Regions from separate parts of the Mus musculus genome. Here region 2 is linked to region 1. The links are chromatin contacts, called in public HiChIP or PLAC-seq maps. All regions are on one chromosome and are shown on one strand. Each heading gives the region's core, a stretch centred on a gene start, on an enhancer-like site or on the middle of the called end of the contact. The rest is flanking DNA. Distances are from core to core; before and after follow the strand shown.

The links. HiChIP or PLAC-seq counts read pairs in DNA pulled down with a chosen protein or histone mark.
Region 2: a contact with region 1 is called in an H3K27ac HiChIP or PLAC-seq map of microglia, with 4 times the contacts expected there. The contact joins two enhancer-like sites. A contact is called at or near these places in 2 of 484 Hi-C or Micro-C datasets (embryonic stem cells and nephron progenitors) and 1 of 115 datasets of contacts at active chromatin or transcription factors (microglia).

The regions. Positions count from the first base shown.
Region 1 is chr8:89,180,108-89,186,334 of GRCm38.p6, forward strand. No RefSeq gene overlaps it. Among named protein-coding and RNA genes, the nearest start is that of Gm35542, 36 kb to the right of the region's middle. Within about 2 kb of position 2,489, at least 1 of the 459 cell types and tissues checked has an H3K27ac peak or open chromatin away from gene starts, as enhancers often do. A contact at or near this core is called in microglia, where this site is marked.
Region 2 is chr8:89,384,604-89,390,830 of GRCm38.p6, forward strand. No RefSeq gene overlaps it. Among named protein-coding and RNA genes, the nearest start is that of Gm35593, 40 kb to the right of the region's middle. Within about 2 kb of position 2,943, at least 24 of the 459 cell types and tissues checked have an H3K27ac peak or open chromatin away from gene starts, as enhancers often do. A contact at or near this core is called in microglia, where this site is marked.

The DNA of each region.
Region 1 (6,227 bases), core at 1,239-3,738:
AGATAAGCACGCAGCTCTGGGTGAAGTGAAGTACTAATGCTCATCCAGGGTGTGGAATCTGAGGAACATCCATGCTCTGGCTGGAGGGATGCTGTCCTCAGTAAGAGCTGCACATCTAGCTGGGAGGCCTGGCCTTACTTTCATTTGCAGTATGTGTACTATCATCGTGACTGTAGCGCCTTATTTTTTTTTCTGCGGTTCTAGTCCTTACTACTCAACGTCTATACCATATGGGAGAAGGGACCCCCACCTCTGATTATAGAAGACAGCCTATGGCTCAGGTCTAGCCATTGAGAACATTGCATTCTCCTGCACAGAAATCAGTTTAGGAGAAGTTACACTGCAGAATAGGGACCAGTAAGATTCTTTGTCTTGGAAAGTCATGGGAACTAATAGGGGACAGTCACTAGCTGTATAGAAAGTCAGCCTCATACTTGGATCTTTGAAGGTACTGGTGGCCACCTCTGTCACCCTTTGCAGATACATTGGCTGAATAAGTGCTAAGGAGAAGAGATGGCCCAAGAGGTAACAGAAAGTCCTGAAGCTTTGCTACCACCTGGATTTACCCAGAGACACAAGCAGACGCCTTTGCCCAAGGGAAGAAGGACCAACACAGCCTGAACAATGACACCTCGGTTCCCTCGATGTTCCTCATGGTCACATGTCTAAGTGAATCCCTTGTATCCTAGGCAGTCTGGAGCTTCTATTAGAAGAGTCAAGCCATTCTCCCTGTCAGACCTTGAGTCTCCTTGAGATTCTTCTTCTGACGAGTTGTCCCTTTGTGTTGGAGGCTTTGGACGGTCCTTTGAGGACATCCTTTCCCCCATGACAGTGGCCTGTCTAGTCACTCCTGTCTCTGTGCTCTCACAGACCTCACCAAGCCTTCTCCTCAACCTAATTGTCACTCATGAGTCTCCACCCCCTCATTCTGTGAGCTCCTGAAAGGCAGGGATCGCATCTTACAACTGGAACCAGGCCCAGCCCTCCAGTCAGACATTTGGATGCACAGCGAGGGACCAGGAGAGGTCCATCAGGCCCAACTTAAGAATTGAGACTTTCTCCTAAGAGCAATGAGAGCCTTTGAAGTGCTTATGAAGGAAGAAGCCAGGCCTAGCCTGAGGTAGGACTCCCTGGTGAGCCTCTCCCTAGGCTTCCCAGGAGGAAGTCTCCACAGCTGAGGCCCATTCTCACTTTTTGAACTGAGTTTTCTGAGGTTTCTCAGGCTTTCCCCTCTTCTCTCTGGTGGGGCTGCTAAGTGTGGGCCTTTTTAAAGGGAGGCTCCATCCCACTGTAGAGTCTGCAGGGATCTCTGTGTCCCAAAGGCTTTCTACCCCCTGCTGGGATCCTATGCTGGCCCTTTGATGTTCCCATTATAACTTCTGCTTGGAAAGTATCCACTGAATACCTTGGCCCTTAGCCCTGTGCTGGGCCTGAGGCTTGCGCTCATTGAGTGGAGATGGCCAGAAGTGAGGAAGGTTTAGATCCTACTCTAAACAGGTGTCCCTGTTCATTCAGAGCTCCTACTGCAGAGTGGATGTAGGGCAAAACTGTGTCCCACACGGGGCCACACAGAAGGAGAAATAAGGAGGCCTTGTGACCGGGGTGGTTCTAAGAAAAGGATTTCTCAGAATCCCACCAGTCCTTTGCTGAGCTTCAAGAGGTAAAAGACGACCAGAGGCATGGTTTTCTAATGGCTGCCTTTTTGGAGACTTGCAGGCTGGCTGCCCAAACGACAGAATGGATCTCCCCTTCTTACTCCATGACTGACCCTCTTACAGCTGTAGCAATGAGATTAATGAAGACTCAGAGCCATGGAGCAGAAGCCGTGGCCCTTTTCAGATAAACACCCAATTTTCTAAGTTGATAGAACTTGACATTATAACTCACTCTATTATAACATAGTGTAGCAACAGGTCCTGTGGGCATCTGGTTACTATTATTACTTTATGTGTATGGGTGTTTTGTTTCCATATATATATATATATATATATGTATATATATATATATATATATATATATATATATATATGCACCGTGTTCATGCCTGGTAGCTGCAGAGACCAGGAAAGGGCATTGGATCCCCTGGGACTTGAGCTACAGACCATTGTGAACTGCCAGGTAGGTGCTGAAAACTGAACCTGGGCCCTCTGTAAGTGCAGCAAGTGCTTTTAGCTGCCTAGTCACCCCCCACACATGTGCTTTAAAGAATATGTTAAGTATGTATAGTTGATTTTAAAATTCACACTTGGTTATATTGCCAGGCATTACTAGGCAGTGACATGCAGTGGCATTGTGTCTTTTGATATGAAAGAACAAGATGTAAAAGCGTAAGAATGGATTTCAGCTTGGAAAAGGGCCATGAATACACATCGCTGGAGCACGTGAGGTGAGGGAACAATGACATGATTTTGAAAGCCTATGTTGTGTCTCGAGGGCAAGGTGTACACGAGAGCCCACTGTGAACTGAGGAGAAAAGAGGAAGTGTCTGCTCCATTTCCTGTTTAATCTGAACAACCCGTTCTGGGGAAGCCTGACCATCATCCAAGAGGAGTCGCCTTTGCTGTAAAAAATGAGAAGAATCACTGCAAAAAAACGGAAACTAAAAAGAGTAGAAAAAGAAGAAAGGAGAAAATGGGCTTCCCCAAGCCTCTGAGAGTCTCTCACCACATTGGAGGAAGACATTAACAGATGACAAGAAAAAACACTCCGATTTGTTTTGGGTTAACTAGAAAAAGCCCAGGACTGTATACAAATCTAGAGTTCAAAAAACCCAACCAACTGCCTGCAGGGACCAGGATGCTGGCGTGCAAGAAGGGAGCTGGGCCTAGTGGGGACTGTCAGGGGCTGAGACAGCAGGCTCTTCTGAGGTCAGCTGTCCCTAGATCACGCTCAGTGATGCTCTGTGCACACACCAGAGCTTATGATTAGTTTCAGTGTCCCCCAGTTTAAGTTCTAGGCGTGAAGGAAGGCTAAACTGACACCCGAATCATTTGCCAGAAACAAAATAGTTGTGAAGCATCTTCATTTGATATTGATTGGAGACCAAAAGAAGCAGGGCCTCAGACAGGGATTGAAGATGGGACATTTATTTGGATGGTCATTTCAGGAATGTCTGGCAGGGAAGTAAGGGGGCTTGTCAGCTAGAAAAAAAAATCCCTGATCAAAACACCTAAGGGCAGTGGTTCTCAACCTTCCCAGTGCTTCAACCCTTTTATATGGTGACCCACAGCCATAAAATTATTCCAATGCTGCTTCATAAGCTTCAAACTATAATTTTCTACTGTTATGAATCATAGTATAAATATCTGATATGTGGCCTCCAAAGGGATCCCAACCTACAGGTTGAGAACAAGTGCCTTAGGGGAAGAAAGATTTGGTTAGTGGTTTCAAAAGTTTTATTGTATTAAGGTAGAGGTTGTGGTAGAGAGAACAGCTCACATCATAGTAGGAGTGGGGGGGGATGTAAGTGATCCTTTTGGGGCACAGCTAGAGATATGCATTGCTAACTTCCTAGGTACTTCCCAATCCAAGCAAGTTGACAGGATTATCCGTAGAGGGGAGACAGGGAAGGGAAGGGGATGTTAACTGGTGTGCAAAGGAATATGGTATGTCTGGGAACTGGGAACTCTAGGAGACCCATAGGCTCAGAGTTGTTCACCGGAGCAGGGAAGAAGTTCTCTGGCTAAGAACTGCTCCTCCAGGGCTCAGTGTGCATCTCTGATGAGAGGAGGCAGCAGTAGTGAGTTTGGCTGAGCCACTAACAATGTCCTTGACTGAAGTTCAATGTCATGGACTGATCCCAGAAGCCAGATAGACTAGTTTTCTATTGCTTTGAGAAAAACCAAAACCAAATTCACCTTGGAGAAGAAAGGGTTGGTTTGACTTCTATGTCCAGAGCAGATGCGTTGGGGAGGGAAGTCAGGGCAGGAACTCAAGGCAGGTACTCGGAGGTAGGAACTGAAGCAGAGGCCATAGAGGAACACTGTTTAGTGGTTTGCTCCCTATGGCTTGCTCAGCCTGATTTCTTATAAATCCAGGACCACCAGTCCAGAGGTGCATTGTCTATAGAGGGCTGGTTTCTTCCATATTAATAGTCATTAGTCAAGAAAACTCCCCCTAGGGCTTGCCTATAGGGCCATTCTCCACTGAAATTGTCTTTTTCCAGATGACCCTGACCTGTTCCAAGCTGACAAAGAAACTGACCAGCCTCAGTAGGAATCCTGGAATAGTGCATTTCTTCTTAGGCACATAGGAAAAGCTTCTAAACTAAAACTTTCCACTGGCCAGCCCTTGTCTAGTGAGTTCCAGCAAGCCCTAGAGCCAGGAGTCAGGCAAGCAGGCCCATTTCTTCTGTAACGTTCTGGCTGAAAACTCATTCTCCAAATGGCTGGCTTTCTGTAGGCATCACTGTTTCTCAGTAGTAGTGCATCCGAATATGGCGGGGCGAGACCTCACTAGCTGACTGCACAAGGTCAGGCAAATCCCTACCTGCCACTAAACCTCCGTTTCCCTATCTCAACCAGCTCCATTAGAAACTGTAATTCTGACTGTGGGTTTTAGATTTTAGGAGAGAACCATATACTAACTGGGATTGTGCTAGACCTCAAGAACCTTCTGGAAATAGTAGAAGTGTGGAGTCAGAATGTTGCAAAGGAACACTTGTTCTTCTTACTTGCAGAAGTTCCTTGAATAGACAGACTGTGGGAAACCCTGCCACCTGAGAGGGAAGGCAGAAGGCAGACCATTTGATCCCGGGCTCCTCTTCTAAGTAAGTGTTAGCCAGAAGCTACTTCGGCCCACAATGTCATAAAGGAAGTCAGCAGCCTGCACCCCACTGCTGCCTGTCACTTCTTGGCCTTTGAACAACAGCTAGTGATGGATAGGGCATGCTTCATGCTTCGCTCCTGTTAGTGGGTACCAGGAGACCTTGCCCACTCTGCCCCTCTGCATCCCTGCCTTTAATCAAGGCCTCCGAGGTAATTGCTCTGCGGATGAACAGCATGCAGCCTAGTGTGCAACTAACAATTAGTTTAGAGACCATGATCTATAAATTTTGAGGTGAGGCAAAGAGGATTTGGGGCATGTGGGCTATCGTTTCTAATGAAGAAGAATCACACACCGGAAGGGATCCCGAGCATTATTGAGGCAGCTTAATATCATCCCGCCATGATTTGTAGGCCTCCGTAATGCCGCGTGACCGTGGGGAGGGAAAGCAAACGGGTGTGTGTGTGGGGGGGGCGAGTTGTTGTTGTTTGTGTTTCAAGAAACAAAACCCTCTCTCCCTGCTCACGATTTACGACATGTGGGCTGCCATCTGTACAAACCCCAGCAATCTTCCGTCACTGTCTCCACGGCTCTGTAAACAAGGCCTAACGGGGTGGGACACCATGGAATGTCGTCCTATTTATTGTTTATAAAAATAAACGGGCTGGCCGGAGACGTATGTGAGTCGTTTCATGGAGCAGCTGCATAAGCAAGGGTCCGAGCGAGTGTGGAGCTGGGAAGTCGGAGGGTGAGCCATCTGACCAGACCTGGGAGAGGCTCTCATCACAGGACCACTTCGAGAGATGAAAGGAACAGAGCAAGCAGGGGGCAGGCCCGGAAAGAGCCAGATTCAATTCAAGCCAGGTCCCGACTCTCTCTCCTTGGTCAGATCTCTAGGTTAACATTTGGAGAGCTGGTCTGGAGAAAGCATCTCCCCGTGGCATAAGGCACACAGGTTGCCCGGGGGACCACTTTATACTTTTAGGGGAAAATAGAGCCAAGTAGGATGTGAAGTTCACCAAAGATTCCCCAGGAGCTGCTGTTTGAAAAGCGCTCTCTCTCTCTCTCTCTCTCTCTCTCTCTCTCTCTCTCTCTCTCTCTCTCTCTCTCTCTCTCTCTCTCTCTCTCTCTCTCTCTCTCTCTCCTTTGCATGGACTGAGACAGCAGGACACAGTGGCATGTCCTCTGGGTGTAAGGGCTGCTGATTGACTTTCTAGCTCTCTAGCTGCAAGCCAGAAGCTGCCCTAAACCCTTTCATCTCCTTATTAGCTGAAGTATAATACACATTTGTCTCTGAGGCCAAATGACAAGGCAGAAGGTCATGATTTGAATGGTCCTCAAAAATAGGAGGTGGAGCTGGGCAGGAGGATGACCATAGCTGATAACAATTAAATATTTCAATACAGTCATGAGGTTTCAATGTTCTCAACACAAAGAACCAGTGAATACCCAGAGGATGGCCG
Region 2 (6,227 bases), core at 1,693-4,192, 200 kb after region 1:
CAGTGTCGTTGTAAAATTAAACTGTCCCTATGCTGGTCTGGGGTCACGTTTTGCTGTAAGCCCAGGATCTAGAATCAGACTGTGTGGCCTGAATCTCTGTTTCATAGTCTATAGTTGCTATATGCTGTATGTTGTAAGTTCTGCCTCAGTTGCCTCATCTGTAAAATGGGAATGATGTAAACTCTACCTTGACGGGTACCTGTGAGTTAGTCCCAATACTGGATGTTATGTTTGGTTAAGTAACAGCCCGTGATGGTCTCTGTCTCTCTACCTTCTTGGCCCACATGGAACCTCCCTCAAAGAACTCCCTTGCCTTGTTGAGCAGCCTGGCACGTGGAAATTCTGCTCAGCACTTCCCCTTATAAGATATACAAAGCCACTGCTCTCTTTAGAGTCTGAAAACTCCAGAAAAAGAGACATGTGCTTCATCCTGGGCTTGGATTAAAACGTATTTGCCAGGTATCTGAAGTTGAAATTCACTTAGGCACCCAAGTAACTGAATCTATAATCTAACCAGGGTGTTTCCTTCTCTGGTGACTGCTTGGCTGCTGTGCCATGTAAGCCTGCAGTGGAGGAGGGCAGCCGAGCTCCCAGAACTGGCTCAACCAGGGAAGCACCAGGCCAGGCAAGAGATGGGGATTTCAGCGGAAAGTCAAGTCAAACCGTTTCTCATCAAGTTAGTAAAGGAGCCGGTCCCAGCATCCCTGTCCATGACTGGGCAGGAAAACAGAATAAGCCTTTTGGGTGGCTTGGTGGGGTTCTAAGACTTCACTGTAGTAAAGGGGACATAGAGGTAGAGAGGAAGAGGAAAAGGAAGATACAGACAAAAGAGGGAGGAGAAGGAGACTGAATGAGCCAGAAAAGTGGCAACTATGGGTGGGTGCCATCCAGATAGTGAAGTCTGTCTGCGCTGGGCTGGGCGGGGCTGGGCTGTAAAGTGTGAGCGGGTAGCGTATGTGCCTTCCGTTTGTGCATAAGCACACGGTGTTTAACTAGATGACCAAACTGTTTGGTGTAATTCCCTGAAGCTCTCTATGTTTCTTTTGCCCTGTTCACTTTCAAACTACCGAAAGTTTTATCTCTTCCCAGAATAGAAGAGAATCCACGGGGGAGTGATCGAATTCAGGGCTAGCTGGTGTGCTTATGTTTGAGAACTTACCAAGGGAATCGTGTACTGAGCCTGTCTAGGCTTTGGCGACCTTATCTGAGGGTCAGCTGGCAAGAATTAATTATTATAGCTACTTATACACATCGGTGAATACAAGGCAAAGACTTCCTCTGTCTTAGGAGGTTCACAAAGGGTGTTCACTTTATAGAGGATGCTTCCCACAGAGCCAGATTGTCATCTGCTGGCTGCAGCACCACACAAGATAGATCTAGTGAGAAACCTGTTTTGTGTGTATGTGTGTGTGTGTCTTTTTCTTTTCTGGAAAGAGTGTTTCGTGTCTGGGCACCACAGTGGTGTGATTCAGATCCTAGTATTTACAGAAGCGCACCAGTAGATGTAGCAGCATACTAATGTGGCAGACAGTCTGAAAAGGACATAGAAGGGGCCATCACCCCAGGAGATGGTTGAAGTGCCCAGAGACCCAAGTAGCGGCGCTCAGAGGACCAGCCAGTCTGCTTGTCTGTAAAGAAAGTCTGTGTGGGTATTTGTGTTTTCTAATTTCTCTTCTCTCTAATTTTACACTAACTACATGGGATATATGGAAATAAATCTGCCACTTGTTACAGGACCAAGTTCTTATCCGAGGGTCCCCAATAAATAAGTAACACCATAAATAAATGAAAAAAAAAGGGACATCATAATTTCTTTCCTGGATCTCGAGAGAAGACAGCTAGGCGACAGTCACTGAAATGAAAATTCCAGTCCATGTTTAGAGCTGTTAGAGGAGATCCCAGCCCCACCGAGCCTGCGTGTCTTCTAAAACCCCATGCCCATTAATTGTGGGGCTCCCCTTTAAAGAACAGAGAACTAAGTTATAGGCTTGAGTTTGTACAGGGCAGGAAGTCAGTGACCAACAGATTAAAGGGCCTGGGACTTCAGGGTAAGGAGCTGAAAGGAAGCCACTTTTTATTCTCTCTCACACACAGCAACTGCCTGTAACACGTGCAGCTACAGAGAGCCAACAATAACACAATTTGCATTCACCTTCTACCTGCCATTTCCTCCCCATTAGCTGGTTTGACAATGAACCTTCCTAGGAATCACAAGGAACTTTGCTTCAACCAAACTTTTCAAGGAGTTTGGTTTCTAGGCATGGCATGGCACGGAGCACCTGCACTGTGGAGTGCCTCTCTCCCCCACCCCACCCCACCCCACCCCCCATTTAATTTTTTTTTTTAACTTAGGCACAGAAAGATGGGATCTTCCTCTGTCAACAAGTCTTGGTACCTGCTGGCTTACCCTTCTCCCTCTGACCCAAGGCCCATCCTTTTTCTTCTCAAATCCTATTTAATTTTTGCATTTCCTGATTTTTATCTTGGGAAAACAAAAGCCAGCTGCAATCACTAAGGAAACAGCTGAGGGTGCTGGCAGGTAGAGGCCTTGCAGGTTTGCAGCCCACACCATGAGAACGCAAGCAATGTGTCAGATTGCGGGGGCTTGTACATTCCCCAGAGTCTGCCTTCTGTACACACACACACACACACACACACACACACACACACACACACACACACACACACACGAGCACACACACACACATGAGCACACACACACATACAGGTACACACACACACATACAAACATGCACACCCCACAACTGTATGTATACACACAGTCCCCTTTCTCGCCTCTTGCCAGGCGTCTTCCTCATTTTACAGCTGTGTTTCCAATCAGCAGAAACAGCATCTTGCTCGCAGTCCACACTCCTTTCCTCTGCATTCTTAACCTTCTATCTTATGCATGGATCACTGGTTAGCTTAGAAATGCGCGGACACAAAGGAGGAGCTGACATGTGAGGTTTGACGGCCATAATGGCTGTTTATAAGCCTAATCCATCACGTTTAGTGGACACCTCCATTTTTGTCCCTCTGAAAAGGTATAAATAATAAAATGGGATAGCTCCGGCTCAGAGGTGCCTTGGTAAATATTTTAACTATTTACAAGCTCGCACCACCAACAATAGAAGCATCCGTAGACTGCAGAGCCCCCTCACCCCTGCCCCCCACCCCTCCCGATCATTCTGGGAGACCCAGACGGACCCTACCACTCAGCCAACAATAACATTGCTCCATGGTGGAGTTTTTCGGTGCTTGGGTTACATTTCTTTTTTTCCATATCACGTTATGATATTCTGAACTTGTCCCCACTCATTCCCCACAGCCCCCAGCAACCCTTCCAAAGGAAATATCCCTAAATAGCTTTTCTGAAAGCAAGCGAAGAAGGAAGTCTGGGAGCAAGCTGGCAAAGGCTGGTTTCAAAGTGCAATTCAGACACAAGTCTGAACAGTTATAAACCGTTCTCCTCAAAGTCCAAATATTGACAGGGTCCACTCATTCTGTGGTCCAGCTCAAGTTTAGCATTGGGTAAACACAGCACTAAGTTACTAATATGCTGCTCCAACTCCTATAGGCGTGAATCTGCCCCTGGGTTGAGGCACAGAGTGGATGGGGTTGCGGGGGCTGGGGGAGGGGTGTCTGTCAATTCTTTGGAAGTTAAAGGTGCTTTTCTTTGAGGACACTATGTCTGAAAGCCAGAGATGGAGGCACAAGGCAGCTTTTTAACCCTTTCACTCTTTCTTGTTCTGTGCATGGACAAGAAAGGAGAATCTGCTGCAAACCACGGAAAATTTCAGCTGTATGCAAACTCCCAATGATAACTCTACAGTTATACAATGATGCAAGGAGAGAGGCAGTCAAGTGGCACGCTTCAGTAACCTAGGCTCTGGGGTCAAGGAGTCCCACTTTAGGGCACTACACTGGCTCACACTTGTTTTAATCTATAATGTGGGCAGGAAGAGATTGCAGGAATTACTGGGCGGGGTGGATTTGAGGGAGAAGCTTATAATGGCTGTGATAACGAATACTGACAAACCTATCTTAAAGATATCAAGTCTTTTGAATCTAGCAATGGCGTTGGAAGTTTCCTCCAAGGGCTGAAAGGAAAATAAGACAAAAATACAACAAAACAATACAAAATACCCAAACCAACTGCAACCGTGTGACCACTCTCCCGAGCTTGAAATGGTCATTGCTCTTCCAGAATCCCCCCCTTTAACTATGGAACTCCCTGCTTTCCAAATTTGGTCAATAAAATTAACAGCTGCCCTTTGAGTGGAACGTCACACCTCCAAATGAGCTCAAGCAGGCGGGGGTTGATTGTCCTGTGGAATGTGAGGGTTACATTTCACAGCTCCTCTCAGAGGGATGAATGAAGAACTTGTCAACAAACTCCTCTCTCCCCTTCTTCTGTGGCCCCCAACATGGGGTGTGTGCAGCAAAGAAAAATATTTATCCTGTTTGTGTGGTGCTGGGTTCCCGAATGGCCCACCAATAAAATAACACCATAAAGGGCGTTTCACAGCTGAGCTGGCAATTTAATAAACAGATGCAAACAGGAGGCTTTGGGGGTCAACAATTAAAAAAAATAATAAAGCAGGCTAAAGTTCTGTAAAGTCCAGGAGCAGGGCCCTGCATCTGTGGCAAGGGAGGATGTGGGGCAGAAAAGACAATCTCCAGGGACAGGAAAGCCTTCAGTGGTCCAACAACCCCATTTCTAGGAAGAGAGGGAACCTGTGAAAACCAAGGGGTACCACGAATGAGACGGAAAATCCGTGTAGCATCTCCCACCAAACTGGCTAACACCGTGCCAGTTTTTCTATTTTTCTGAGCCAAAAGCAAATAATGATCAGAGACAGTGAATAATTAAACAGCCACTCTCATTTAGTTGGCTTTGGAATATGTCTTTTTATTTAAATTTGAAAGTGTGTGTGTGTGTGTGTGTGTGTGTGTGTGTGTGTGATTCTGAAAAAATGGCAGAAGTAAATCAGAACAGGCTCACCGCGCTCTCTCTGCTTCTAACTTGATGCCTGTAACTCTGTAGTCACTGCTCTGTCTAAGCATGTTCACCAATATGGGCACAGCTCTGAGTATCACTCCTCCCGCGGTACTTCAGGCTCTGTCCTCTTCCTGCCTCAGTTTTCTCTTCTGTGAAGTGGGTGAAGAGTAGTGCCTAGCTGCTGGCTGCAGTGCCAGGGGGAGTACTCGGCCTGATTGTTGTCCATAACAACGCTGGAGGCAATGTTTGCTGATATCCACGAGTCCAGATATGGGTTCTATTTAGGGGTGAGTGTGTGCTTTAAGGGCTTTTGTTTCTGTGATGCTGGGGGATTCCACTGAGGTGGGCAGGACTGACTTGGTGTGTGTAGGCATGTGCGTGTGGAGGTCTGAGGGCGACCTGAGAGCTTTTCTCAGGAGTGTCCCACAGGCCTGGGGTTTCCCATTTGAGCTAGACCTGCTGGTTTCCTGAGCGGAGCCCCGGGAATCCTCTTGCCTCTGTTTCCACAGCACTGGAATGGAAGGTGTGTGCCTTCATGCCTGACTTTTCCATGTGTGCCCTGGGAGTGGAACTCCCCCTGTTTGCAAAGTGAATCCTTTACCAACAGAGCCACGCCCCCGGGCCTTTGCTCTATGATTTATTTGCTCTTTGATTAGTTTTTTTTTTAATTTTATTTGTTTTACATTTGGACTTTTTAGTTCCTAAAAATGTCTTCTTTGGTTTACCTGGTGTTTCTCTATCTGTGCTGTCTGCATTCTTTATTTTCGTATGGGTGAATTTATCTTAAAGCATCCAGGAATTGAGAGCGATACCTATTCTGGATTCGCAGGGAGTCTAGAGAGCTCGCCCTGGTGGCCTTTGGGATGTGTTTAACCTACATTGTTCAGCCTGGAGAGTTTAAGGATGCTTGAAGCCAATATGATATTGTCACCCCGACATGTTGACCTCAGGCCTCAGACGTCTAAAGACTATGCAAACTATATCTGTAGCAGATGACCAGGTGGGAACTGATTGTCTGCCTTTTGTTCTTTTTCCCAGGTGGCTCAATCACAGTGTCTGAAACATAGGACCGATCGCAGAATCAGTGACAGAGGACACTGTCATGACCTGCTTCCGATCTCATCTCTCTTTTCAGAGATGCACTGGCCTGGCCTTGGGTTGATGGGAATAGCTGAGACCATCAGAACCCTTCCCTAGAACTTCCTAGTCTGAAACCAAGAGAAAC